Regions from separate parts of the Mus musculus genome. Here all the other regions are linked to region 3. Evidence: chromatin contacts called from public ChIA-PET and HiChIP or PLAC-seq data. All regions are on one chromosome and are shown on one strand. Each heading gives the region's core, a stretch centred on a gene start, on an enhancer-like site or on the middle of the called end of the contact. The rest is flanking DNA. Distances are from core to core; before and after follow the strand shown. Region 1 has its middle 22 kb from the start of Ugcg. Region 2 overlaps Ecpas (Ecm29 proteasome adaptor and scaffold). Region 3 holds the start of Dnajc25 (DnaJ heat shock protein family (Hsp40) member C25). Region 4 has its middle 28 kb from the start of Gm12596.

The links. ChIA-PET counts read pairs in DNA pulled down with a chosen protein or histone mark. HiChIP or PLAC-seq counts read pairs in DNA pulled down with a chosen protein or histone mark.
Region 1: an RNA polymerase II ChIA-PET map of memory CD8 T cells shows a contact between it and region 3, with 16 read pairs. The contact joins the enhancer-like site here to the promoter of Dnajc25 in region 3. A contact is called at or near these places in 2 of 484 Hi-C or Micro-C datasets (erythroid progenitors and uterus), 3 of 115 datasets of contacts at active chromatin or transcription factors (embryonic stem cells, heart atrium and memory CD8 T cells) and 1 of 9 other capture datasets (liver).
Region 2: an HNF4G HiChIP or PLAC-seq map of pancreatic cancer cells shows a contact between it and region 3. The contact joins the enhancer-like site here to the promoter of Dnajc25 in region 3. A contact is called at or near these places in 7 of 39 promoter capture datasets (the 3T3-L1 cell line, 3T3-L1-derived adipocytes, the C10 cell line and 3 more), 2 of 15 datasets of contacts at CTCF or cohesin (large pre-B cells and pro-B cells), 3 of 484 Hi-C or Micro-C datasets (cortical neurons and liver), 3 of 115 datasets of contacts at active chromatin or transcription factors (bone marrow-derived macrophages, large pre-B cells and pancreatic cancer cells) and 2 of 9 other capture datasets (adipose tissue and liver).
Region 4: a contact with region 3 is called in an RNA polymerase II ChIA-PET map of memory CD8 T cells, with 128 read pairs. The contact joins the enhancer-like site here to the promoter of Dnajc25 in region 3. A contact is called at or near these places in 2 of 39 promoter capture datasets (liver and pre-B cells) and 4 of 115 datasets of contacts at active chromatin or transcription factors (effector CD8 T cells, memory CD8 T cells, microglia and 1 more).

The regions. Positions count from the first base shown.
Region 1 is chr4:59,165,360-59,168,906 of GRCm38.p6, forward strand. No RefSeq gene overlaps it. Among named protein-coding and RNA genes, the nearest start is that of Ugcg, 22 kb to the right of the region's middle. Within about 2 kb of position 2,257, at least 20 of the 459 cell types and tissues checked have an H3K27ac peak or open chromatin away from gene starts, as enhancers often do. A contact at or near this core is called in memory CD8 T cells, where this site is marked.
Region 2 is chr4:58,865,592-58,869,135 of GRCm38.p6, forward strand. All of the region lies in intron 7 of Ecpas (Ecm29 proteasome adaptor and scaffold), which reads right to left. Among named protein-coding and RNA genes, the nearest start is that of Ecpas, 45 kb to the right of the region's middle. Within about 2 kb of position 1,855, at least 40 of the 459 cell types and tissues checked have an H3K27ac peak or open chromatin away from gene starts, as enhancers often do. A contact at or near this core is called in pancreatic cancer cells, where this site is marked.
Region 3 is chr4:59,001,498-59,005,303 of GRCm38.p6, forward strand. It overlaps Dnajc25 (DnaJ heat shock protein family (Hsp40) member C25), which reads left to right and starts at 1,696. Exons shown (of 4, transcript NM_001033165.3): 1 at 1,696-2,060. The coding sequence starts at 1,734.
Region 4 is chr4:59,230,034-59,233,767 of GRCm38.p6, forward strand. No RefSeq gene overlaps it. Among named protein-coding and RNA genes, the nearest start is that of Gm12596, 28 kb to the right of the region's middle. Within about 2 kb of position 1,403, at least 24 of the 459 cell types and tissues checked have an H3K27ac peak or open chromatin away from gene starts, as enhancers often do. A contact at or near this core is called in effector CD8 T cells and memory CD8 T cells, where this site is marked.

The sequences.
Region 1 (3,547 bases), core at 1,007-3,506, 160 kb after region 3:
TGTGGTGACACAGGTTTATGACCCCAGTGCTGCAGAGGTAGAGTTACGCATAATCCCTGGGATTACTGGCCAAAGAGTTTATCCTATTTGGTGAGCTACAGGCCAGTGAAAAACCTTTTTTTCTCAGAAAACAAGTTGGATAACTCTTGAAGAATTGACATTCGAGGTTGTTTTCTGGCATGTACATGCAACACACACACACCATAACTAAATCAAAATGATTGTACACAGTACCTGAGATGGATTTTGGTTTGGACATAGTTTTTACAGCATGGAATTCATGCAAGGAATGGACCATGGTCATTTAGTGGTTCTAGATATGTCAGCTCTGGTCAGTTTCCTAAGTCTGGCCTCTTTCAGCTTCTCTTTACTCAGTGGGGAATCTGTGAGGCTATAGCGTCTTCAGTGTGACTCCAGGTACTTTGTATCTATTTTCCATATAGTTGAAAAGGTCGTTACAAAGATCTGAGACTGCTGCTGCCTGTCTTACCTATCATTGCCCTGAAAGCTTATTGCATGTAGGTAAATAGGGCATATATAAATTTGGGTAAAAGAATAGATAATGTGGGCTGGAGAGATGGCTCAGTGGTTAAGAGCACTGACTGCTTCTCCCAAAGGTCCTGAGTTCAATCCCAGCAACCACATGGTGGCTCACAACCATCTGTAATGGGATCTGATGCCCTCTTCTGGTGTGTCTGAAGACCAAGACAGTGTACTCATATAAATAAAATAAATCTTTTTTTAAAATGGCTTACTTGCTGGGTGTGGTGCCTCACTCCTTTAATCCCAGCACTCGGGAGGCAGAGGCAAGCGGATTTCTGAGTTTGAGGCCAGCCTGGTCTACAGAGTGAGTTCCAGGACAGCCAGAGCTATACAGAGAAACCCTGTCTCGAAAAACCAATAAATAAATAAATAAATAAATAAATAAATAAATAAATAAATAAAATGGGTTACTTTCTTTCTAACCAACCAACCTTCCTTCCTTCCTTTCTTTCTTTCTTTCTTTCTTTCTTTCTTTCTTCCTTCCTTCCTTCCTTCCTCCCTCCCTCCCTCCCTTTCTTCCTTCCTTCCTTCCTCCCTTTCTTTCTTTTACTCCATATTCCATTCCCTGCCCCCATCTATCCTCCAACTGCTCCACATCCCATACCTCCTTCCCACCCCACTGTCTCCACGTGGATACCCCCACACTCCCACCAAACCTGACCTCTAAACTCCCTGGGGCCTCCAATCTCTTGAGGGTTAGGTGCATCATCTCTGAATGAACACAGACTCTGCAGTCCTCTACTGTATATGTGTTGGGGGCCTCATATCAGCTGGTGTATGCTGTCTGTTTGGTGGTCCAGTGTTTGAGAGATCTCGGGGGTCCAGATTAATTGAGCCTGTTGGTCCTCCTACAGGATCTCCCTTCTTCACAGCTTCTTTCAGCCTTCCCTAATTCAACCACTGGGGTCAGCTGTTTCTGTCCATTGGTTGGGTGCAAATATTTTTATCTGACTCTTTCATCTGCTTGTTGGGTGTTTCGGAGGACAGTCATGATAGATCCCGTTTTGTGAGCACTCTGTAGCCTCAGTAATAGTGTCAGGCCTTGGGACCTCCCCTTGAGCTGGCTCTCAGTTTGGGCCTGTTGCTGGACCTTCTTTTCCTCAGGCTCCTTTCCATTTCAACCCCTTGTAATTCTTTCAGACAGAAACAATTATGGGTCAGAGATGTGCCTGTGGAATGGCAACCCCATCCCTCACATGATGAAAAAAAGATTAGATAATGTTTTTTTTATCTTAGTTAGGATTTTACTGCTGTGAACAGACACCATGACCAATGCAAGTCTTATAAAGGACATTTAATTGGGGCTGGTTCAGAGGTTCAGTCCATTATAATCAAGGAGTACACATGGCAGCATCCAGGCAGGCATGGTGCAGGAGGAGCTAAGAGTTCTACATCTACATCTGAAGGCTGCTAGCAGAATACTGACTTCCTGGAAGCTAGGGTAAGCTTCTTAAGCACATGCCCACAGTGACACACCTACTCCAACAAGGTCACACCCCAGGGCCAAGCATATACAAACCATCATGCCCCACTCCCTGGTCCCCATAGGCTTGTCCAAACACATGAGTCTATGGGGGCCATACCTAAACATACCATAATGCAAAATACATTTAGTCAATTTCCAAAGTCCCGATAGTCTACTGCAGTCTCAACAATATTAAAAGCCCAAAGTTCAAGATCTCTTCTGAGATTCATCTAAGCACTTAACTGTCATCCCCAAAGCAAGACAGGAAACCAGCTAGACAAAGTTCAAACTCTGCATCTGATCTCAAAGTAGTCCTCAGATCTCCAACTCCTTTTCGTCTTTGTTGACTGCAACAAACTTCTTTCTGCTGGGCTGGTTCCACTCCCTTATAGCAGCTTTTCTCAGCAGATGGCCCATGGTTCTGGCATCTCCAACATCTTGGGGTCTCCAAGGTACCTTCAATGTTATAGCTTCTTGTTTCAATGACCGGGATCCACACATGATCTTCTGGGCTCCTTCAAAGGGTTGTCATCACTTCCCTACCTTTGTCTTCTATAGTACTCTAAGCTCAGGTTGATCCACTCCACTGCTGCTGCTGTTCTTGGTGATCATCCCATGGTACTGGCATCTACAATGCACTGGAGTCTTCTGCTGCAGCTAGGCTTAACAGTAGCCTCTCATAGGCTCTCTTCATGGTGCCAAGCCTCTGTTCCTTTGCATGACCCCTCCAGTCCTGGGCCATCAACAACAACTGAGGCTTCCATGGCCTCTCACAGTGCCGAGCCTCAGCTGCTCTTCATAATCCCTTCATGTCTTCAAAGCCAGTACCACCTGGGTGACTCTCACACATTACCAAGTCCTGCTGCAGCATGAGGTACAACCTTGGCTATCTCTAGAACACAAGCTAGCTGCTTTGTGCTCTCAGAAAACACTTCCCAGAAGATTTTACCTCCATGATGCTGGTCTTTTCTTAATCACCCCTAATTTCTGAGCTCCAGCTAACTAGCATCAATTTTCCCAGTAGTCTCCTTTTCCTCTTGACTATAAAGTCAGAGCCAAATGACCAAAGCTGCTGAGTTCTGCTGAGGCTGGAACTTGGGCCCCTTGTTCTATTACATTATCACCAGCTTTCTGTTTTCCAACTCCTTCACTGCCTAAGCTTGGCTATCCTGGAACTTGTTCCATAAACTGAATTTGAGCTCAGAGATCTGCACTAAACACTGGGATTAAAGGTGTGGTCCACCAAGCCTATATTTAAATTTTTCTTTAAGGAGAATTTACTCTGTTCTCTGCTGGCCTTGAACTCAGAGATCTGCTTGTCTTTACATCCTGGGATTAAAGGCTTGTTCTACCATGCCTGGAACTAAATTTAGCTGGGTGGGATCTTGCCCCAAGGTCACTACAACTCCTTAATTCAACTTAATATCTTTAAACACAAGAGCCAGCTCCATTTCACTTCCTGGTGCTCCTTTAATACTCGAACCATATATTTTATATTTTTCCTTTCTCAGCTTGCTAAACTTATTTAAAAGGTTACAC
Region 2 (3,544 bases), core at 605-3,104, 140 kb before region 3:
TGGCTCTGGCTATCCTGGACTTACTTTTTAGACCAGGCTGGCCTTGAACTTCCAAAGATCTGCCTGCCTCTGCCTCTCCAGTGCTGTGATTAAAGGCCTGTGCCACCACCTGTCACCTGGCACTGTCTTTTCATTATGACAGCCACTGACTGTGGTGATATCCTTTTCCAGATTCTAATCACTTGACAGTACAGCTAGGAGGCAGAAAAAGAACAGAAACGATACAGAGATACCTGTACTTTGAGCTTTTCTTTTTTTTTTTTTTTTCCCACAAAATGGTAACCTATGTGTTCTCCCCACAGAATTTTATAATCTTAATGTAATTTTATGGTATATACTTTTTTTTATCCTAAAGAAAAATTAATTAAAATACACTAAGAATCACATTTAAGCTTCCAAAAACAAAATCTACAATATGATATAAAGAATAAGGCCAGTTCAAACTTAAAAATTTTGAAAGAAGAACTTTTTTAACACTCCAAAATTCATTCCTTTAAATGATACCAGAAATACTCTAAGTTATAAGCAATAAGAAAAAAATGAGAGACTACTCTACATGGGGATCCATCCCATAATCAGCCACCAAACCCAGACACTATTGCATATGCCAGCAAGATTTTGCTGAAGGGACCCTGATATAGCTGTCTCGTGTGAGGCTAGACTAGTGCCTGGCAAATACAGAAGTGGATGCTAACAGTCAGCTATTGGATGAAACACACAGGGCCCCCAATGGAGGAGCCCGAGAAAGTACCCAAGGAGCTGAAGGTGTCTGCAACCCTATAGGTGGAACAACAATATGCACTAACCAGTACCCCCCAGAGTTCATCTCTAGCTGCATTTGTAGCAGAAGATGGCCTAGTCAGAAGAGAGGCCCTTAAGTCTTACAAACTTTATATGCCCCAGTACAGGGGAACACCAGGGCCAAGAAGTGGGAGTGGGTGGGTAGGGGAGCAGGGCAGGGGGAGGGTATAGGGAACTTTAGGATAGCATTTGAAATGTAAATAAAGAAAATATCTATTTAAAAAAAAAAAAAAAAAGGCCAGGCATGGTAACGCACGCCTTTGATCCCAGCACTCGGGAGGCAGAGGCAGGAGGATTTCTGAATTCGAGGCCAGCCTGGTCTATAACATGAGTGCCAGGACAGCCAGGGCTATACAGAGAAACCCTGTCTCAGAAAAGGAAAGGGAAAGGGAAAGGGAAAGGGAAAGGGAAAGGGAAAGGGAAAGGGAAAGGGAAAGGGAAAGGGAAAGGGAAAGGGAAAGGGAAAGGGAAAGGGAAAGGGAAAGGGAAAGGGAAAGGGAAAGGGAAAGGGAAAGGGAAAGGGAAAGGGAAAGGGAAAGGGAAAGGGAAAGGGAAAGGGAAAGGGAAAGGGAAAGGGAAAGGGAAAAAGAAAAAGAAAAAGAAAAAGGGAAAGGGAAAAAGAAAAAGAAAAAGAAAAAGAGAAAGGAAAAGGAAAAGGAAAAGGAAAAGGAAAAGGAAAAGGAAAAGGAAAAGGAAAAAAAAGAAAAAAGAAAAAAATGAGACTTGAAAGAATGTTAGGGGAAAATATACTTCAATTCTCTTAATCTAGTCTAGCAAAGTTAAGCCAGGTTCTCAAATTCAACCAATAAAAGACATGAGTAAAATTAAGATTTACCCTCTCCTTAAACTGTGGGTCAAGACTCCTATGTGGGCGACACATCACTAAATATGGGGTCATAACAAATTTTGAGAAGTAAAGTTTCTAACATGAGACAACCAAAACTTTACTCAAAACCAACTGTAATGAATCCCGTGTTTGCTTCTGGCTGCGCTGACTTATGGTGCGTCAGGCAGCTTCCCCACAGCCTTGGCTCTGAATGCAAACATGATGACTGTGCACTGAATCTGGCATCAGTCCACACTACACAAGCATGACGGAAACCTACTAAGGACCAGCACAGGTTGTAAATGTCACTGTTCCTACTGTACACTCCACCTCTTATAGAAACTGAGTTAAACACATAAAATAAAACTTCTCTTTTTTTCCTACCATCATTCGTAGTATGCAAATATCAAAAGAGTCTATCTTTGAATTGTATCATGTTAGAATATTTAATTAAAACTTGCTGAGTTGCTGACTTGAGTTTAACTTTAAAAAACAAAATCATTGCAAGAGTTTTGGCATAGGATCAGGACAGAATTTCCAATAATTTCTAGATGCCTTAAATTTCCTCCAGCCATTTTGTGCTGAGTAGGTAAAGCAAGGGTTCTTAGCAGTAACCATTATAAAACCAAAATCCTAAAGCATGCACGTTAAAGATGTTCTGCCTTAGAGTATCAAATATCCAGCCAAGATTTAATTCTATGTGTAAATTTGAACAAGCCTATCCATCTTATTAATAAAAAATTGATTTCCTCATAAACAAATGGAAAAGATGTATGTATAGCAAAACTGTTTTAAATGAGTTTGATTTATTACCAGCAAATGTTTGCTCTCCATATCTATTTCATACATACACAGTCACATAAAAAATTTCAAACAAAAAGAATCACAAAATATATATCCATAGTCACATAAAGAAATTCTCAAACAAAAAGGATTTCAAACAAAAGGATCACTTAGAAAAGTTTAAGAAGCCCTGCTATAAGCCACCTCATATGCTTCCCAGTGGAAGCCACTCTCAGCCACTGCCATTATCTACCCAAACACTGCAATAGAGCAAACTAAGGTCCATTAAATTAATTTCCTTATTTTATTATACCTCCTTGCACTTTCTTCTTAGAGGAAGCAAAGTAAAATGCATATATCAGTTATAAAGTTTTATGGCATTTTCGCTATTTCTGTCTTATAAATGTTATTTTAACAACCTGCATGCATTCAACCTTCTGGACACGGAAGCACACACCTGTAATCCGCAGTAGGCAGAGACACAGGGTAGAAAGCCTGGGGCAGTCTAAGCTATCTAACAAAACCATCCCAAAGAAGCCAGTTACAAATACCTCAGGATTTACATTTTAAATATATATACAGGACCTCACTGTGTAGCAAGAGCTACTGAACTACTAAGATCTGCTGCTCCTGTCTCTCAAGTGCTGGGTTATGTGACATGAGGTATTCAGGTTTTTATTTTTCAATAACTGTAAGACATGCTATAATGACTAAAGTTATAACATTTCTAAATATATTTTCTTCTTTTGAATGGTTAGATCATGAATTCCCAGATTTACTATGTATATGTATATGTGTGTGTATGTATAAATGTGTGTGTATATATTTATTTATTTAATGACTCACTGCTCAAATAAGATATAAGATACAGTACTTCCTCAGAAACTTAAATGGATTTACCACTTCAATATACCTGTATTTAACCATAGGTACAAACTACTCATTTTCCATTGATTTTTATTTCATACAAAGATTATTCCTCTATTATTTGTATCTCTTTTCAATGTAGATTTAAGTTTTACTCAGTAATTCTTCCATAAGCCTGGTTTTTACTATAACAACCACAATACATACACATTCATTATTAAAAGGGATCTTAACTGGTCTGAGACGAGAGAAAAATCAAAAGTTAAT
Region 3 (3,806 bases), core at 446-2,945:
AATAGACACCATGACCAAGACAGCTCTTATAAATGAAGGCATTGAGTCTTGCTTAGAGTTTCACAGGTTTAGTTCTCTCTCTCTCTCTCTCTCTCTCTCTCTCTCTCTCTCTCCCCCCCCCGTGTGTGTGTGTGTGTGTGTGTGTGTGTATGTGTGTGTGTGTGTGTGTGTGTGTGTGTGTGTGTGTGTATGAGAGAGAGAGAGTGGGGGTGAGGGGGAGCAGATGTGGGCTTTTGAAAAACTCAAAAGCCTACCTCCAACAAGACCATCTCTCTCAAGTCTTACCAAGAATCCCCTCACTCCCTGGCTACTAAGCATTCAAGTATCGGAGCCTGTGGCAACCATTCTTATTCAAACCACCACAGTGTGAGTACTCGTCAAACCTGCAAATGTGACTATTAATAGAAACTCCCCGTCTTGAAAGAGGTATTGGTATTTTGGCTCACTTTGAATTTATTTGAAATGAAATAATTGAGGTTTATAGAGGCTAAAGTCCATGTTGATACTAGAAAAATTTAATTGTATTCTTCCTGAATATCTAACATTGTCTATCAAATCTTCACTTGGTGTACAGACCAATCCCAATGGATAGATCCCTATCTATTAGTTGTTAGCCAGTTGCCATCATAGACCTGGGAAACTATAAAGTCAGTCATGTGGGATATACTGGTCATTCATTATCAACCCGACTGGATTTAGAATCACCATGGAAACACATCTCTGAGTGTGTGTGAGGCTGTTTTCCAGAAGGGTGTAACTGAGGTAAGAACAACATGGACACATCACCATCATACATAGTGAGGCATTGGATCAAATAAAAAGGAGAAAATAAATTTGGCACCCTTTTCATTCCTTTATTCTAATTTCAGATAATGTGTAACTAGCAACTTTGTTGCCAGGCCTTCTGGACTGTGGGGGCCGTATTCCCTAGAACCCTAAACCCAAATAAATCCTTCATCTTTGATGTTGCTGCTTGCAGGTATTTGGTCACAGCAACAAATAAATTACACATTTAAAAACTGTGGTTTATCTGAAATTTAAACTTAATGGAGCACGTCCTCTCCCCACTCCACCTCCTGATTTCCCTGGAGGCATTTGCAAGATCTTAAGCTGTATTTTGATTGTCACAATTAGGGATAATGGTGTTACAGGCACTTTTGTGGACCGTATGGGGGTACTACTAAACGTTTTACATCCTCCGGGCAAATAATTGTTTGCTCTAAAATATAAATAAGCAGAGAAACAGAGAACAAAAAGGCCACGGTCTTTCAGGGCTCCTGGGAGAGAGACAGTGCAATTGTCTAAGTTCATCTTCAGTTTGGGTTAGAGGGGGGGCAATGTCCAGGCCTGGAGACAGGATGCCAGTGCCCAGAGTTCCTACGGCAGCGGATGAAGTAGCGAGGTCGAGAAGGTGGCGTGTGGCTAGTCCTGCGTGTGGACTGTGCCGCACTAGGCGGCTAGGAGCGCTTCAGACAGACAGACACCTACCCCTGCCTCAGAAAAGACCGCTGAGCTACTAAGACTACCAGGCTCCACAACACACAGAAGCCGCCCGAGGCTAAGGCGTCCTTCTCTCCTAGCAACGCGCGGGGACGGAAGTGGCTGCGGCGCCACGCCCCCTGCGCCTGCGCACAGGCGCGGCCTGCTGACGTGGACCGGGCTGCGGGGCCGAGCCCGGCGCCGAGGAGAGCAGCCGCGGCCGCTGTGCTGGCAGAGCGGCGAGCGAGGCGGGGATGGCGGCGCGGCTCGCTTTGCGCGGGGGACCCGGGGCTGCCGGCCAGCGCCCATGGCTGCTGCTGGCGCCGCTGCTGCTGGTCCCGCTGCTGGCGCGGCCCGCCGAGGCCCTGGTGGAAGGGCTGTACTGCGGCACGCGCGACTGCTACGAGGTGCTGGGCGTGAGCCGCTCGGCCAGCAAGGCGGAGATCGCGCGGGCCTACCGTCAGCTGGCCCGGCGCTACCACCCAGATCGCTACCGGCCCGAGCCCGGGGACGGCCCCGGGGGCGCGCCGCCGAGCGCCGAGGCTTTCCTGCTAGTGGCGACCGCCTACGAGACGCTCAAGGTGAGGCTCGCGGGCGCTGATGGGTGGCTGGGGATTTGGGTCTCCTAGCCGGGTGATCAGGTCCTCTACGACCCCAGCACACTGCTGCCGCCTGGACTTTTAGGAGGTCCACGTTTCCCACGTGGCCGTGGAATGAGCCACCTTGGCCCGCTAGCCAGCATGGCCACCTCCTCGAGGACAGTTTTGGAGGACAGCCAGTTCTGTTTTTGGACAGTTGTTATGCAAAGCTTTGCACTTATTTTATTTTTGGTGTAAAAAGCATTCTGGTTACTTGAGGTGCATGCTCGGAAAGCAGGGTGATTGTCAGTGCTAGGATCTGAGATAGGACATAGAACAGAAAAGTCTGAAATACTGAGTATTAACAACTGATCATGCCAATTTGATAGGACAGAAGTTTGGCCTCTGGGATAATGTCAATAATGACATTTATCTAGAAGCGCGCGCACACACACACACACACACACACACACAAACAGCGAACTATCAGTCCGAAAACTGGACTGTGACTTTTGGCTCTGACAACTCCTGAGTGACCTTGGATAGTTGTTTCTGACTTGGGGCAGAAGATTGAGAATTCCTAGTAGGAAAATAATTTTTGGACGTGTGTAGTGATCTGACAAAGGCTTTATTGCCTGCTGTGCATGTAGGAGGATTTAGCTTGACCCCCTTTTCTTTGATTACTGCAGTATATGTAAAAAAAAAAATCACCTGTTATGTCATGCTTGAGGGAGGTATTTCTGTTTCAAGAGCCCCATCGGAAGACTGCAGCGTCAGTCATAGCCGTGTTTCCATCATAGCTGTGTCTCTTTCCTAGGTTTTTGTTGTTGTTGTTGTTTTGTTTTCCAGCCTTCTTGTAATGACTACTTTGGATAGCTGTATTACCATTAATGGTGGATTAGTCCTCCAGATTAGCTTTACAGAGTTGGCAATTCGGAGTCAAATTCCCTTTCTTTCAGGCTTAGAGCAGTTTGATGTTTGGAGCTATTAAGACTGTACTTCACTGACTAAATTCTCACCAGCTAGTGAGAGTACAGTTTTTGTTGGCACTCAGTTGAGGTATGGGCGAGCAGTTAGAAAGAAATTTGAAGGCTTAGTCCCCATTATTAGAGGAATGAGTGATTGAGAGAACAGGCTTCAAAAAAACCAGAAAGAACTTGCTCCCCCTGGAACCACTCAGCACATGAACCCCAAACTGTTTGCTGAGGAACGTGTGGTTCTATGCTGCCCGACCTTCCAAGGGCCTCGAGGTGCACTGGGGGCTCTGCTGAGAGAGCCAGGACAGATAGGAGCAGAAGTGCTGGCAACTGTCGCCTTCGCCTAGGTTTTGTGGGGCAAGAGATGGGTGGGTAGGTTTGGCGGGGGAATGGTAAAGGTGTTCATAAGAACTTTGAGAACAAGTGCCAGGACTAAAGTGTAGTGCCAGCAGATGACATTCTCAATGGAAGTACTCCTAGGACTCAAAATAGTTATGCTATTTTCTTAGGGACACTGTTTCCAAAGTCTAATCTGGTTGTTTTGGTTGTTTGGTTGTTTTGGTTTGTTGCTTCTAAAGGTTTCTACTCTAAAGTTTAGAACTGATTTATCAGAAAATAAAAAAGCTAGGTAAAACAATGTGTCCACTCAAGGCCAAGGGGCTTCTAGGCAGTTATAAAGTGTGTTGTCTGGCATGGTGGTGCACGCCTTTAATCCCAGCATTTGGGAGCCAGGGGCAGGTGGATCTCTTGAGTTTGAGGCCAGCCTGTTCTA
Region 4 (3,734 bases), core at 153-2,652, 230 kb after region 3:
GTTTCAAGCTCTTATTTTAATGATCAGCTGGTTCTGTATCACCCAGGGACCATTTCCAAATGTGCTCTGGCTCGGCATTGATGGTAATGAGCACAAGGTATCCAGCTCTTTTTGGAACTAGCCACCTGACCTGTCATCCCATCCTTCCACCCCCGCCCCCGACACTCACCCCCTAAACCCCTGACTTTGCGGTCCCATCGTTTTCTAACTATGTACCAGCAATCATTTTGTAGGCCAACAGCACAGCAGGAGGATGGTGAGTTCAAAGCCAGCATGGGCTACATTGCTAGATGCTTTCAGAGATGGAGGGAGAGGAGAGAGAGATTGGAGTGGGGATGTGGGTGGGGAGGAGTTGAGGGAGGGAGGGAAGAACGGAGGGAGAGACTTTGAAAGCATGCACATAGGCGTATTTAGAGTACGAGAGCTGTGGTTCAGAACCTAGGACCTCATTTTATTCTCCAAGTGAAACTGTCCAACAGAAAGAAGTTTCTGCAGAGGTTCCTGCTCTAGGCCCTCGAAGGCCATCCAGCAGGTACACACTGACCAACCATTGCTACCAGCTACGGAAGCAGTGGTGGAAAGAAACAACACATTGAGAAGGTAATGGAAAACTTTCTTTCCAATATTACTTTCTTAGAAAAGTGTGGTTTTGAGCTTTGGTTCAAACTTAGCTGATCTCCACCCCCAACCCGCCACCCCTTGCTTTCATAGATCATCTTAAAAGGATAGAAACATAGGGAGAGCCGGGCAGGGTGGCTCACGCCTTTAATCTCAGCACTTGGGAGGCAGAGGCAGGCGGATTTCTGAGTTCGAGGCCAGCCTGATCTACAAAGTGAGTTCCAGGACAGCCAGGGCTACACAGAGAAACCCTGTCTCAAACCTCCCCCACCCCAAAAAAAGAAAAAAAAAAAAACATAGGGAGAAAAGTATGGCTGCTCTGTCTTTGACAACTGACCGGAAGCTGCAGAATGGAGGGGTAGGCATTCTGCCCTGCACAGTCCTGCTGATTCAGGCCAGCAGGCCTGTACCTGCCCAGCCCTGGTGAATTCTGGGAACATAACAACCCATGAAGTCACTGGGGTTCTACACGTGTAGCTATAAGTCAATATGTCTCTTTCAACTTAGCCTCCAAATGCAGAGACCAACAATGCTAAGAGAAAGCAATTTGCTTGGCATTTGGGGATGAGAGGTCATGACTGGACACCTTACTCCCTTACAGTGGTCATCTCTGGGAGAATCTAATCAACTCTATCAATGCCAGTGACACAGAAGGAAAGGTCAGCATTCTTATATGAAAGCAGAAATACACACCCCCTAAAAAAATGTCAAAAGAAAAATCCTGGCTTCTAGCCCCAGTGACTGCTGGTTCAAATTATTGTAGCAGCTGGGCCATGGCTGCCTGAAGAATTCTAACAGCTGGCTTGACAGATCCTCCAGGCAGAAAGACTGCAAACAAAGGGCATGTGTAATTTACAAGAAAGACACTACATTTTTGACCAGAGGATGTGGCTAACACTGAGGCAGAATGACTGGTGACAAGAGTAAACCTCAGACATAATGGAGGGTGCCCGTTAGGAGAGCATGGTGAGGACTTTGAAAGAGATGTGGATAGATCATGAGAAATGAAGCTATAAAGCTGAGAAATGGCTCAGTTGGTAAAGTGCCCACCTCATGAGCTTGACCGCCTGAGGGTGGATGCCTAGCTCACACACGTGCACACACACAGTCACACATTCATGTATGTGTGTGCACACAATACACACACACACACACACACACACACACACACACACACACACACACGTAATGGTGGCACAGCTATAACCCCAACACCTATGAGGATTACTGACCAGACAGGTTAGCCAATTGATGAGGACAAGACGTTGTCTCAAAATACGTGACAGGAAGTGCTGGGTGTTGGTGGTGCTTGCTTTTAACCCCTGCACTCAGGAGACAGAGGCAGACAGATCTCTGTGAGTTTAAGGCTCAGCCTGCTCTATAGGCTAGCTTTAGTCTGAAATTCAGACTAGCCAGGAGTTACACAGTGAACTGCCTCAAAATAACTACTGCTACTGCTACTGCTGCTGCTGCTGCTGCTGCTGCTGCTACTACTACTACTACTACTACTACTACTACTAATAATAATAATAATAATAATAATAATAATAATAACAACAACAATAATAATAATAATTGGTAGAGAGTGACAGAGGAGAAGGCCAGATGTCAACCTCTGGCCTCTACATCTAGAAACAGGCTAAACATGAAGAGAATCGCATGTATAGAGTATCGGCCAGATGGACACTTAATCTCATAATAATGTTTCCAGAACACAAATATACAAATACATATAAAAACTAAAGAAAGAAAAAAAATTGGTTTAAATCCAGGTGGGTTTAATGTAAAGACACAATGCAAAGAAGTGTCCTATGAGTCTCTTCCCTCTGTCTCCTGTGTGTGTGTGTGTGTGTGTGTGTATTACTAGGGATTGAATTTAGGGCCTCCTACACTTTAGCCGAGTGCTCTACCACTGAGCTGTATCCTTAGAACTTTTTAAAACGTGTTTATTTTGATCCTAGGCTGTCCTTAAACTTACAGTTAGCTTCCTATATAGCTAGGATTAGAGGTTTCTATCACAAATCTTGGCAAAATCTCGACTCGTATGGTAACTAAACCATTGACCAGAAAAAGAACTTAATAAAGTGAGTAGGAACATCAATCTATTAGGGGGTGGGCATGGTAGCACATGCCTTTAATCTCAGCATTAGGGAGGCAGAGACAGGAGGATCTTTCTGAGCTCAAGGCTAGCCTGGTCTACATAGCAAGTTCTAAGACAGCCTTGGCTATGTAGAGAGCTCTGGTCTCTAAAAACAAACAAACAAACAAACAAACAAACAAGAGACTATTAGCAGTGCTGGAGGCTCTTGGGAGATAAGAAATCATTTTTATAGGTTGTTGGGGGAGGGGTGAATTATGATCTGAAAATCTTTATCTGGCTCAAATCTCATTATTTATGGGCAAAAGGAAGGCATTTGGGGGTCAAAGATACACTACCCATGTAGTCTATTTGAGGAGTTTGTCAAAAAAGTACTCAATAAAATACTCTCAAAAATCTCATCCATGTGAGTGATACAAAGAATGTAAGAAAACAATGGTTTGTAATTCAGTTTCAAACAAAAAAAGGGGAAACAACAGTAGGTCACAGACAGACTTCGTAACTGTCAATGTAGCTGTTAGGTCCCGTGAAATCATAAGAATTTTTGATCATTAGAATTAAGAGGTCCTGCAGGGCGTGGTGGCACACGCCTTTAATCCCAGCACTCAGGAGGCAGAGGCAGGCAGATTTCTGAGTTCGAGGCCAGCCTGGTCTACAGAGTGAGTTCCAGGACAGCCAGGGCTACACAGAGAAACCCTGTCTCAAAAAACCAAAAAAAGAAGAAAAAAAAAATAATAATTAAGAGGTCCTGAATTTGAGATGCAGTAGGGAAGATCAGGACTGATGTAAATATAATACTCATATATGAAATTCTTTTAAAAAAAAATAAGTTTAATCAGGTGAATCTCACTAGAGGGGAAATTTTTGATAGCTTTGACTAAAATTTTATTTTATTTTATTTTATTTTGTTTTTTCGGGACAGGGTTTCTCTGTATAGCTCTGGCTGTCCTGGAACTCACTCTGTATACCAGGCTGGCCTTGAACTCAGAAATCCGCCTGCCTCTGCCTCCCAAGTGCT